2 separate regions of the Mus musculus genome follow, and region 1 is linked to region 2. Evidence: chromatin contacts called from public HiCAR-type data. All regions are on one chromosome and are shown on one strand. The core of a region is the stretch at or near the end of the contact, and the rest is flanking DNA. Distances in the headings are between cores, read along the strand shown. Region 1 has its middle 21 kb from the start of Olfr267. Region 2 has its middle 39 kb from the start of Mir3095.

The links. HiCAR-type assays count read pairs that join an accessible place to other places.
Region 1: a HiCAR-type map of fibro-adipogenic progenitors shows a contact between it and region 2, with 5 times the contacts expected there. The contact joins two enhancer-like sites. A contact is called at or near these places in 1 of 39 promoter capture datasets (hippocampal neurons), 1 of 15 datasets of contacts at CTCF or cohesin (the NIH/3T3 cell line), 8 of 484 Hi-C or Micro-C datasets (the HPC-7 cell line, bone marrow-derived macrophages, embryonic fibroblasts and 3 more), 1 of 115 datasets of contacts at active chromatin or transcription factors (fibro-adipogenic progenitors) and 1 of 9 other capture datasets (liver).

The regions. Positions count from the first base shown.
Region 1 is chr4:58,762,329-58,767,532 of GRCm38.p6, reverse strand. No RefSeq gene overlaps it. Among named protein-coding and RNA genes, the nearest start is that of Olfr267, 21 kb to the left of the region's middle. Within about 2 kb of position 2,317, at least 18 of the 459 cell types and tissues checked have an H3K27ac peak or open chromatin away from gene starts, as enhancers often do. A contact at or near this core is called in fibro-adipogenic progenitors, where this site is marked.
Region 2 is chr4:58,399,580-58,404,527 of GRCm38.p6, reverse strand. No RefSeq gene overlaps it. Among named protein-coding and RNA genes, the nearest start is that of Mir3095, 39 kb to the left of the region's middle. Within about 2 kb of position 3,542, at least 59 of the 459 cell types and tissues checked have an H3K27ac peak or open chromatin away from gene starts, as enhancers often do. A contact at or near this core is called in fibro-adipogenic progenitors, where this site is marked.

The DNA.
Region 1 (5,204 bases), core at 1,068-3,567, 360 kb before region 2:
TGTGTAGACTTCTAGAAGTTGATGTTCCTTAATCACTTATAATAATACTTATGACTTCTTCTTCTTCTTCTTCTTCTCCTCCTTCTTCTTCTTCTTCTTCTTCTTCTTCTTCTTCTTCTTCTTCTTCTTCTTCTTCTTCTTCTTCTTCTTCTTCTTCTTCTTCTTCTTCTTCTTCGTAAGAAAGTCACTAACTGACTAGATTGTCTGGTCAGCAAGTACCACTGACTCTCTTATCTCCACATCCTCAGTGCTAGGATTAATCACATGCAATGCTTCCCTGGACTTTTCATGAAAGTTCTAGGACTCTGAACACAGGCTCTCATGCTTGCACAGTGAGCACTTTACTGACTGAGCTATCTCTTTACCCTCAATCTACTAAGATGAGCTGTTTCTCTACTTTATCAGCAGATTCAGTGAAACTCATGTAAAAAAAACCTAGTGTATTTTTTTCTATATCAATTTCTAAGGAATACCAAATAACCTAAAATATTTTGCAAAAGAACGAAGTTGGAGGACTTACACTTTTGTTAGCAATACTTATTCTAGAGTTGTAGCACTTAAAACATTATGGTAATGGCACCATAATGTGCAGAACAATGGGCTAGAACTCAATGGCCAGAACTAAGTTCAGGTATCTAGTGTCAGTGGACCAGGATGCCAACAGTGTTCAGCAGGGCAAAAACCAGCCTATTTACAACAGAAATATCTTCATGCAAAAAAATGTATTTGGTCCTTATCAAACAAGTATGTGAAAGCCAAAACTATAACATTTGGAAAAACAGAGAAACAAATGTTCATGACCAAAACACAGTGGTTTCCTAGAAATGACACAAAAAAGTCTATGCAACAATACAGGTAAAGTACTAACAAATTAGTTTTGATCAAAATTAAAAATATTTGCTCATCAAAGGACACTATGAAGAAAGTGAAGAGGTAGCCCACAGAATATAAGAAAACATTAGCTAGTTAAGAATTGAATTAGTATATTATTTACCTGTTCTATGAAGAGTTTTGAAACAAAAAGACAACTGATTAGCAAGCAGGTGGAAGACTTGAATAGATAGCTACTGGAAGACATACCTGTGACCAGCAAGCACATTAAATGATGTTCATATTATTAGTCAGAGAAATTAAAGTTCAAACTATAATGAGAAACCCATGCCTTCCCATTGGAATAGCTAAAACAAGTGGGAAATAGCAAGTGCTGGCAAGGAATTGGAGAAATTGAAACTCATGCATTGCTGATGCAATAAGGTGTAGCTGCTGTGAAGAATAACTTGATAGGTCCATAAGCAATTATGTGCCCTGGAAATTCCACTTTGAGGTATATATCCAAGCAAATACTGTATACAAAGGCTCATTTCAGTACTAAAAATTCAAATAATTAAAATACAGAATGACTCATATGTTTATCAGCTGACTGATGGCTAAACAGATATGTCGTTCCTTATTCAGCCTTAAAAGTGAAGTACTGACTCATGTGACATGTATGGACCTTGAAGACATGCTAAATGAAGTAAGTCAGACACACAATCACTTGTATAGACAGTCCAGACTAGATACATTCCCTAGGAACTGAAAGTGGATTACTGATCATCTAGAGCTTCCTTTTGAAGTGATCACACAACACAGCATGAGCTAAAGTGATGAAATTCATGCTGTACGAATTTTACCTTAATAAAGAAATAAAAGTTTGATGCATATTAATTATAGTAAAAGCTTTGAAAGTTGGATGAAATAGACAAAATTGCTAGGAAAATAGAATAAATTAAATAATAAATGGAACACATATGAGACTTTTGGTAGCTAAAAATATTTTCATCAAACAACCTATATATTTTAACAAATACTCAAGGAATAAGTTACTCAAATTTTGGAACAGAAATGGGAATTTCCAAACTTGTTTTCTGGATATTGCATAATTGTGGAGTATAAACTGACCCAAAAGTACAGGCTTACTCTCATCAGACCAAAAGAAATTATGTCACTTCACAGTGTTTTACAGATGGAAATAGCATTTTATTAAAACATGCATGCTTTTCTAAATTACTCATGGGCGGCTGGCTAGGCTGCAGGCTACTCAGCCCACACATGGCTCTAAACCCCATAATGACAAGATCATGTAACAATCCAAGGGGCAATGGTACAAGGCTATCAGCAGGTATTCCTAATGCTTGAAACCCAGCTAATCTAGATTTGCATACTAACCTTTGCAGAACCCCACCTCAAAATCTTCTTCTAGCCCTGTGAAGGGAATGGGAAGGACAGAAGGCAGATTCTGCCTAGAGAAAATGAAAGCCTGTTGGGGAGGTGAGCTAATACCCAGCTGTAAGCTGAGCTAGGCTCCCCACAGAAACACTCAGTGTGTGTGTGGAATATCCTCTGAGTAACAGACCTTTCTTTGTTGATTTGAGTTATGTTTTTAGATCGCTGTTGTATAGTGTTTTAGTTTAGTATTGTAGTATGCCTTTCTTGCTCAGTGTTCACCAAAAGAGGCAGGGTTTCTTTGACCCAGGTGCCCCAAGGTAAGTATGGACATGATGCTGGACCAATAAGCCTGTCTCGTTTTAAGCAGAGGAATCCAGAAGGAGGAGATGGCAATTGCTCAGTTACCTTGTCACACCTGATTGTCCCTGTCCTGGGAGAGGTGTCGAGCTGTGGAGCAGGGTCGGTGAACTGATGTTGGGACTGACAGAGGAATGAAGTAAAGAACAGAGACCTGCCTACAGGGAGATGGAGTTCACTCTGAAGGCATGGCGGTGGGGTGGGAGTCCTGTCTAAGAAGGGCAGACATAATCACTGAGTACAAGGACTACATTAGCCATTTATTTAATTGGTGTAGGGTTGGAGAGCTCAGAGATTTATTATCTGTTCTTTCTGCTTTTGTATGGATGATGATGACCTGTGGAACTGGTTGTAAGTGAAGGTCCCTGGGCCTAGATCTCAGCAGTTCTGACTCAAAAAAACCAGTCTGGAACCCAGAAACTCGGCTTTTACAAACAGTCCTGGTGATTCTTGTGCCAGAAGGTCAGGGGCCACATTGAAAGTCCATAGTTTTCAGATGATTGTCTTTAAACATTCTTACCTTCTTATGAATCTTCATAGTATCTGTAACATAAAAAACAGAGCAAGTTTTCCTATTCTCGTGACCCTTTAATAAGTATTCCGAGCTGCTTCCATCTCCCGTATTTCTTTCTCACTCAAAGAGAAGTCAATTTCACTTCTACCTCAAGTCCTCCTTAGGAAAGTTTCGGAGATTAAAAGTTCCCTTACTTTTTTCTTAATCATTAGCTCACTCTCACCTAATTCACCCTTGGGACTGAGCCCCCTGGCCCTCTAGTTAGTAAGTGTGTATTTCCAGAGTGGCACTGCCTCTGGGGTTCTAAGCTATAATGAAGCCTCTTGAAACCCAGCTTCCTCCAGAGAAGCAAGGATTAGACTGAGACTTGTACATGGCCTAGAGGGAACAGTGTTATAATGAGGTACTGAGGTCCCACAGAAAACAATGTCTGACTTGTGTATTGTATTAACAAAGGCATTCTCTTGTGGTACATGCAGAGCTAAGTCAAAGTGGCTGTTTCTCCCAGAGGCCATGGGAAGGTGTCCTCAGAGGGAGCACCTATAATGAGGGATACAGTGCTAGGTGGATGTCCCATACTCTTTACAGATCCCTAAGCCTTTCTTGGTGACACCAGGTCCTCTCCTCAACTCCCACTTCTCTGTCTTCAGTGGGCACATGGATGAACCAAGCACACCATTCTGTGTTTATTCTCTCTCCTGCCTCATCAGAAAGAAAGAAGGGCCCCTCAACATTGAGTTAGCAGCACAGGCCCCACGCAGGGCAAGTATTAGCACCATGCTTGGCGCAGAACCATGTCCACAGTATCTGCTGACTTCCAGCAGCATCTTGGCTTGTGATTATTATGGACAGTCCTGGCTCACAAGAAGCCAGTTCCAATACCAGATTGCCTGCAGCTGTGCCTCCAGAGGAATTTTCATCAAAATCCTTTCCCCCATTTCCGTATAGTAGTTATCATTCAGCTGCAGGCAAAATGTAACTTTGGATGGAATTTAAATCTTGGAAAACAACATTCCAAAGTAAGAGAGGCACTGATAAACAGAAGTGATAGCATATTTTACACAAATGTTTTCCAAGCACACAGTTAAAAATGACCTCACATTTGATTTCTTTTCAGCTGCACAATTAATATTTTCCTGTAAACCGATGTGAAGTGGAAAACTTAAGGGTTCTTTGGAAAGTCGGTTGGTTAGTGTTTTGCTGGGGCAAAAACACTTGAATGAATGTTTAACTGAAGTGGACACAGGTAAAAGACTAAGGCAGACTCCTGAAGGAATGTTTCTCTGAAGCAAACACAGGAGAGAGGATGTTCTGCTAAAGCAAGCTCGTGAAAGGACACGTGATGAAGAATTCTTTGCTAACAACATGCATATATAGGTCCGCCTTACATTGCATAGTTGAGCTGCATTCATCAGGATTCCATAGAGAGAAATGCAATGAATGCTACAGCTAGCATTTCTCAGACTAATCCTTTTTTCCTTAGGATCCAAACAACAGACAACAGAGAGACTGGATAAACCCAGAGACTGGGCAATAAATGCTACAGCTAGCTTTTTTCCAGACTAACCATTTTTTCCCTTTGGGCTCAAAACATGAGTTCTTTACCCCAATTCAAACAATATATATATATATATATATATATATATATAATATAAAACCATCATCTCAATCGCTTCAGTTGGAGCAGGTAGTTTTGGTTGCTTGATGTGTTATGGTTGTTATCATCTAGGGTGCTAGGTTGTTTTAATTATTCTATTCTATATTGATAGAAATGTAAGGTTTTTTGTTTAATTATTGTATATTAATAGAGACTTAAGTTTTTGTTTAGTTACTGTATATTAATAAAAATTTAAGTATTTTTTCTTAATTATTGTATACTGATAGAAATTTAAGTTTTTTCTTTAATTATCATATATTGATAGAAATATAAGTTGTTTTGCTTAAATTATTGTATATTGATAGTTATTTAGGGATTTTTGTTCATTGTATATTAATAGAAATTTTTGTTAGACTATTGTTTGACTATATTGTACATAAGCCACTTATTGAAAATGTGATGATTCTTATAATTATTTCTGTTATGTATAGATTGTTAATGTTAGAGAAAAGGACAATTCTTAAACAG
Region 2 (4,948 bases), core at 2,293-4,792:
CTTCATCAAGCCTGCTTGCCTAGACTTGCTGCATGGCTTTGGGAGATAGATCTCCTGGAGATACTATTGTAGTCCCTCCTCGCCCCGCTTCCACACCATCGTAGTGGTTCTGTAAGCCAGTAAATTCCACACAATAACTTCTGTTCTGCTTAAGCTTGCTTTTGTATCTGAGTGGGACAGATCACAGTGGCTCTAACTTTAGTTTTACGCTATGCAATTCAGTAGCTGATCTATCACCTAACTGCTGATTTCAAATGTTACCTTCATTCCACATCAAATCCTTATTTATTTGAAATTACTAAACTGATTTCTTCTTATTTGTCCTCCTTCCAACAGGACCATATTATTTTACTTTGGAACTTGTTCTTATTCATCCTGTGACAACTCCTCACATATGCACACAGGGTGGTAATTGTGTCCATCTCCTGTCGTCTCAACCCCTCCACTTGGAACTCCTCTTCCTAATACCCATCCCTTCTGTTTGTACTTGATACCACACCATTTTAACAACTGTAGCTTTGTGGTAATTTTTAATATGTGTTTGGGTAAGTGCCCCCTTTCCAATGAATTCATTCAACGTCTTTCTAGAAACCGATGGCCTTTTCTAGGATATGAATACTTTTGCTTTCTTCTAAATATGTTTTGGTTGAGTATAAATTGAACTCATAAAAATTAATAATTAGATGTATTAAATGTGCATTTCCCCCATTGTAGCCACACCCATTTTGCTGAGTGAAGCTACATTTTATATAGTGCAGTGGCCAGGCCTCCTTCTGATGCATAAACAGTGTTGACCAGTGGGGTCTTGAAAAGAGGAAATCCCTATGTGGAAGAAATCTCAAGGAGGCCCAGGTATCCACCGGGCTCCATTCCTCTTTGACTATAACACAGCACACACTCACACATCGTTGTTCATTCCTTCAAGGCTTCAAATGCTCACTGTGATCTTTTATTCCATACTCAGCCACAAATGATCTCACCATTTTCCCAATGGAGCTAACCCAAATTTATCAGTAGGAGCCTCTGTTCATTGTGTCTAAGTCTCTTCCTGTTATTTATCCCTTTTGTTTGTTTGTTTTCTTTAGTGTGTGTGTGTGTGTGTGTGTGTAAGTGTGTGTATGTGAATCGCATGAAAGTTTCATTTCAATATAACACCATTGGGATATATCAGAGAGCTTGTAACGATTCAAAGAAATGGAAATATCTAGAGTTGATACTCTAAAAGTAGAGAAGAATGTTTCCTACTTCTGTCTAAGTGAGGCTATACTCATCCTGAGGAACAGCTGGCGACAAGCTTCAACATCTGTATGATATACATATGTATGACATGCTAGCAAACACTCTGTGGTGCAAGGAACAGGAAGTAACTTGAATTAACGTAATGAACAGATGAGATTTTTACTATGATGGTAAAGGAGATACTGAGGCAGCCTAAGGGCAGAGTGTCTGCTGCCCAGTTCTTGAGTTCCTTTCTCCTGTGTATAACTCTTTTATCTGTACTTGCATATGGTTCTTTTTTTGCTGTCGATTTGGAGTCGGTTCTTGGATTAAAATGACACATGGCTTCCTGTATTTGGCACCTGTTCTTCCCAATTCTATTGCCTTGAACTCCTGAGCTCCATCCTCATAGACCCTGTTGTGTGAGCACTTTTGCTACCTACTTAGCTACTCGCTGTTCTGAATCCTTGAGTTTTTGCTTTGGCGTGCCCTCAGGTTTTGCCCAGTATTTACATTCCCCTCCCTCCCTTCCTCCCTCCTTCCTCTTCTCCCTCCTTCCTTGCTTTGTTTCTATTGTCTCGGCAAATGGGCCATACCTGACATTTTTATCACAAAATGAGGTGTCTGAAACTGCTTTGATATGAAGGTAAATGGCTTTTCAAACACATATGTGTATGTGTTTATATACTATATATGTATATATATATTACACATAATATATATAATAGATTCTTCATATCATTTCCTGTCTCCTGTGTTGGGGTAGGTATGACAATAGACAGTGCAAACTGGCTTCGGTGTGGTGTCTGCTTGGAAGAGGGGGAGGGCTGGTTCGTTCAGATTTGGCAGTGCCATCCTCAGCCACAGGACAGTGAAGACACAGTCTAGTTGGCTCTCTCACTTCAGCTTCTTGGCTTCCAGCTACAGTGACTCAGCTTAGGGGTTTATAGAAGAGTGAGTCAACCCAAACTATGGAATGAAGTATGGTTCTTGCATTTAATAAGCTTAGTCATCCTGGGCATCTCCCAGTCTGTCTGTCATATCCAACCACACAGCTTTATTGTTCATTATCTGCTGTTATTATGAGGCCATGGGTTAGCTCTTGTGTGGGTCTGTAAGAGGGTGAGTTTAGTCTTCAGTACGAAACAAAATAAGATGTCTTTTGTTTGCATAATGGTGGCATCGCCATGTTCCACTTTCCTGGCATTTAGCCCGGGATTTTTTTTCTCTCTATGAAAGATAGAAAGGTTGGGTTTCTGCCACTTCTGTCATTTTAGGGGTGGGAGTGTGAGGGAAGTTACATAACACACTGTGGAAGCTGTTCTAGAAGAAATTGTCTTTGGCTGTAGGCAGGGAAAGGGGTATTTTGTGAGGTGGATGTTTTTGTTTTCAATCAGAAAATCCCTTTCCCTATGGTCACTTCTTATTACAGATAACACATCGATAACCATGCCATTTGCTGTTTGTCAGCATGCTGTCGGTCACTGAAGGTCGAAGACCAAGGTCAGTCAGAATGTATCTCTGGGCTTAGGGGATAGCTCAGTTAGCTGAGTGCTTGCCTGACAAATGTAAAGATACCAGTTTGATACCCAGAACCTGCGCTTAAAAAGCTGGGTGTGTTTGCACATTTTTAAATCCCAGGTGGATTTAAAAGCAAGCAAAGACAGGTGGATCCCTGAAGCTTGTTAGCCAACCAGCTTACTGGACTAGAGCATTTCAGGCCTGTGTGAGATTGTGTCTGGCCCCTACCTGTAGATACATTCATATGCACCCTTATACCTCTACACACACACACACACACACACACACACACACACACACACACACACACACACACACTGAGCTCTGACTAGTAGATTTCTCCCCTTTTCTCCAAGTGGGAAAAGTTTTGCAGTGCTGGCGACTTTGGAGAGAGAACTTGCTGGTTAACTAGTTGGAAGATTAATCGCTTTATTCTTTCAAGGCGCCTTCTTCCACATATGTCGACTTTTGAGCTGTTGTGGGCAACTGCTCAACTCCCAAGCTGATGAGCTTCTCATATGCTTCTCAGCCGCTGGTCTCCAGCCAAGCGTCGAATCATCTAACGGAGTGGCTGCCAGGGCCTTTTCTGTGTGATTCCCCACCACATGCCCACCCCTCCGCATTTCTGGAGACTTCTATTTCTCCTGAATATCCTTGTCTGGGAAAGATTATCTTGGCAAAGAAGCAACGGCATTGGGAAATCAGAGAGGCAGCTTCTTGGTTGATGGGCAGGGGTGGTGCCTTGCTGAATGTGGGCAGCAGCAGTGGGGAGCTTGGAGCGCCTCAGTCCGTGAGCGGTACATGTGAGCTCATTCCTTTCCTTAGATGACTTCAGCCACTTAAGGCAAAGAAGGATATCTGAGAGGCCTGAGAGGCCGGTTCCTCAAGCTGACCAGTCTTTTTCTGACAGAGCCGTGAGAACTACCCTGAGATTCAATGCATGGTGTTGGGAGCACTAAACGAACAGTTACCAACCAGGCCACGGTAGAATTACTCTTTAACCTTTGTGTGTGTGGTGTGTGTGTGTGTGTGTGTGTGTGTGTGTGTGTGTGTGTGTGTGTACCATGGCTATAGGTAAGAAGAACATCTTCAGGTGTTCTCTCCTCTCACTTTGTCCATTCTGGGGATCGTTAGGCTTGGTGGCAAGCACCTTTACTTCCTGAGCCATCTTGCCAACCAAGCCAAAAGAATTTGCATGTAGCTGGGCAGTGGTGGCACATGCCTTTAATCCCAGCACTTGGGAGGTAGAGACAGGAGGATTTCTGAGTCCGAGGCCAGCCTGGTCTACAGAGTGAGTTTCAGGACATCCAGGAGTATACAGAGAAATCCTGTCTCGAAAAACAAACGAACAAACAAAAACAAAAACAAAAAAGAATTTGCATGCAACTTGGGTATGTTAATATATAAACATGTACATATATCAATCATTTCTTGATATACTTACTTTAAAGCAACTTTTAGAATATATCTAATTTTCCCATTTATTAAAGATGGAAACCATTTGGGTACTAATGAGATGGATAGGCCTGTTTAGTTTTACACTGTTAAGTCATGGATAAACATCTGATACTGCAGGATGTGGAATATCTTAAACATTTTTCAGTTTATTAATATTTCACAATTGTCAACTGCTTAGCATGTATTTTGGCAATTTATCCTGCTACCAATCTTATTTACAATTATTCCCCAAACCAAAGCATTCACTCCTTTTAAATTTATTTATTTACCAAACACTGCTCACCTGCCTATTGAAAGGCACTGCTGCAGATGCCAGAAGCACATTTGTGAAGGCAACAGCCAAGGTCCCTTTCCTTCTAGTAGAGAGAGCTCACAGTGTTCACGGACATAATATGAACACCATGATTTCTTTAGTTGTGGGTTGCTTTAACGGAAGCTGAGACAGGAGGATCACTAGTTTAAAGTGAACCATATAGCAAGATCCTTTCAATATATAATAATCTAGAAAATAGATAGATGATGGATGAATAGATGCATAGATGGATAGTAGGAACAGATGTTATAGGTAATAAGGCGGTTGTCAAAGGTGGTGTCCCAAAGGAAGAACATTTTCCAGAGACTTGAATGTTAATCTGGTGTATGCTGAGTCTAATAATATAGCCACAAGTTGTTAGGCTTCCCCAGTCTCTCTACACACCACCCAAATCTTCTAGACTAGCCTGACTCAGGGATGTTTCCATTGCCAAAGTAG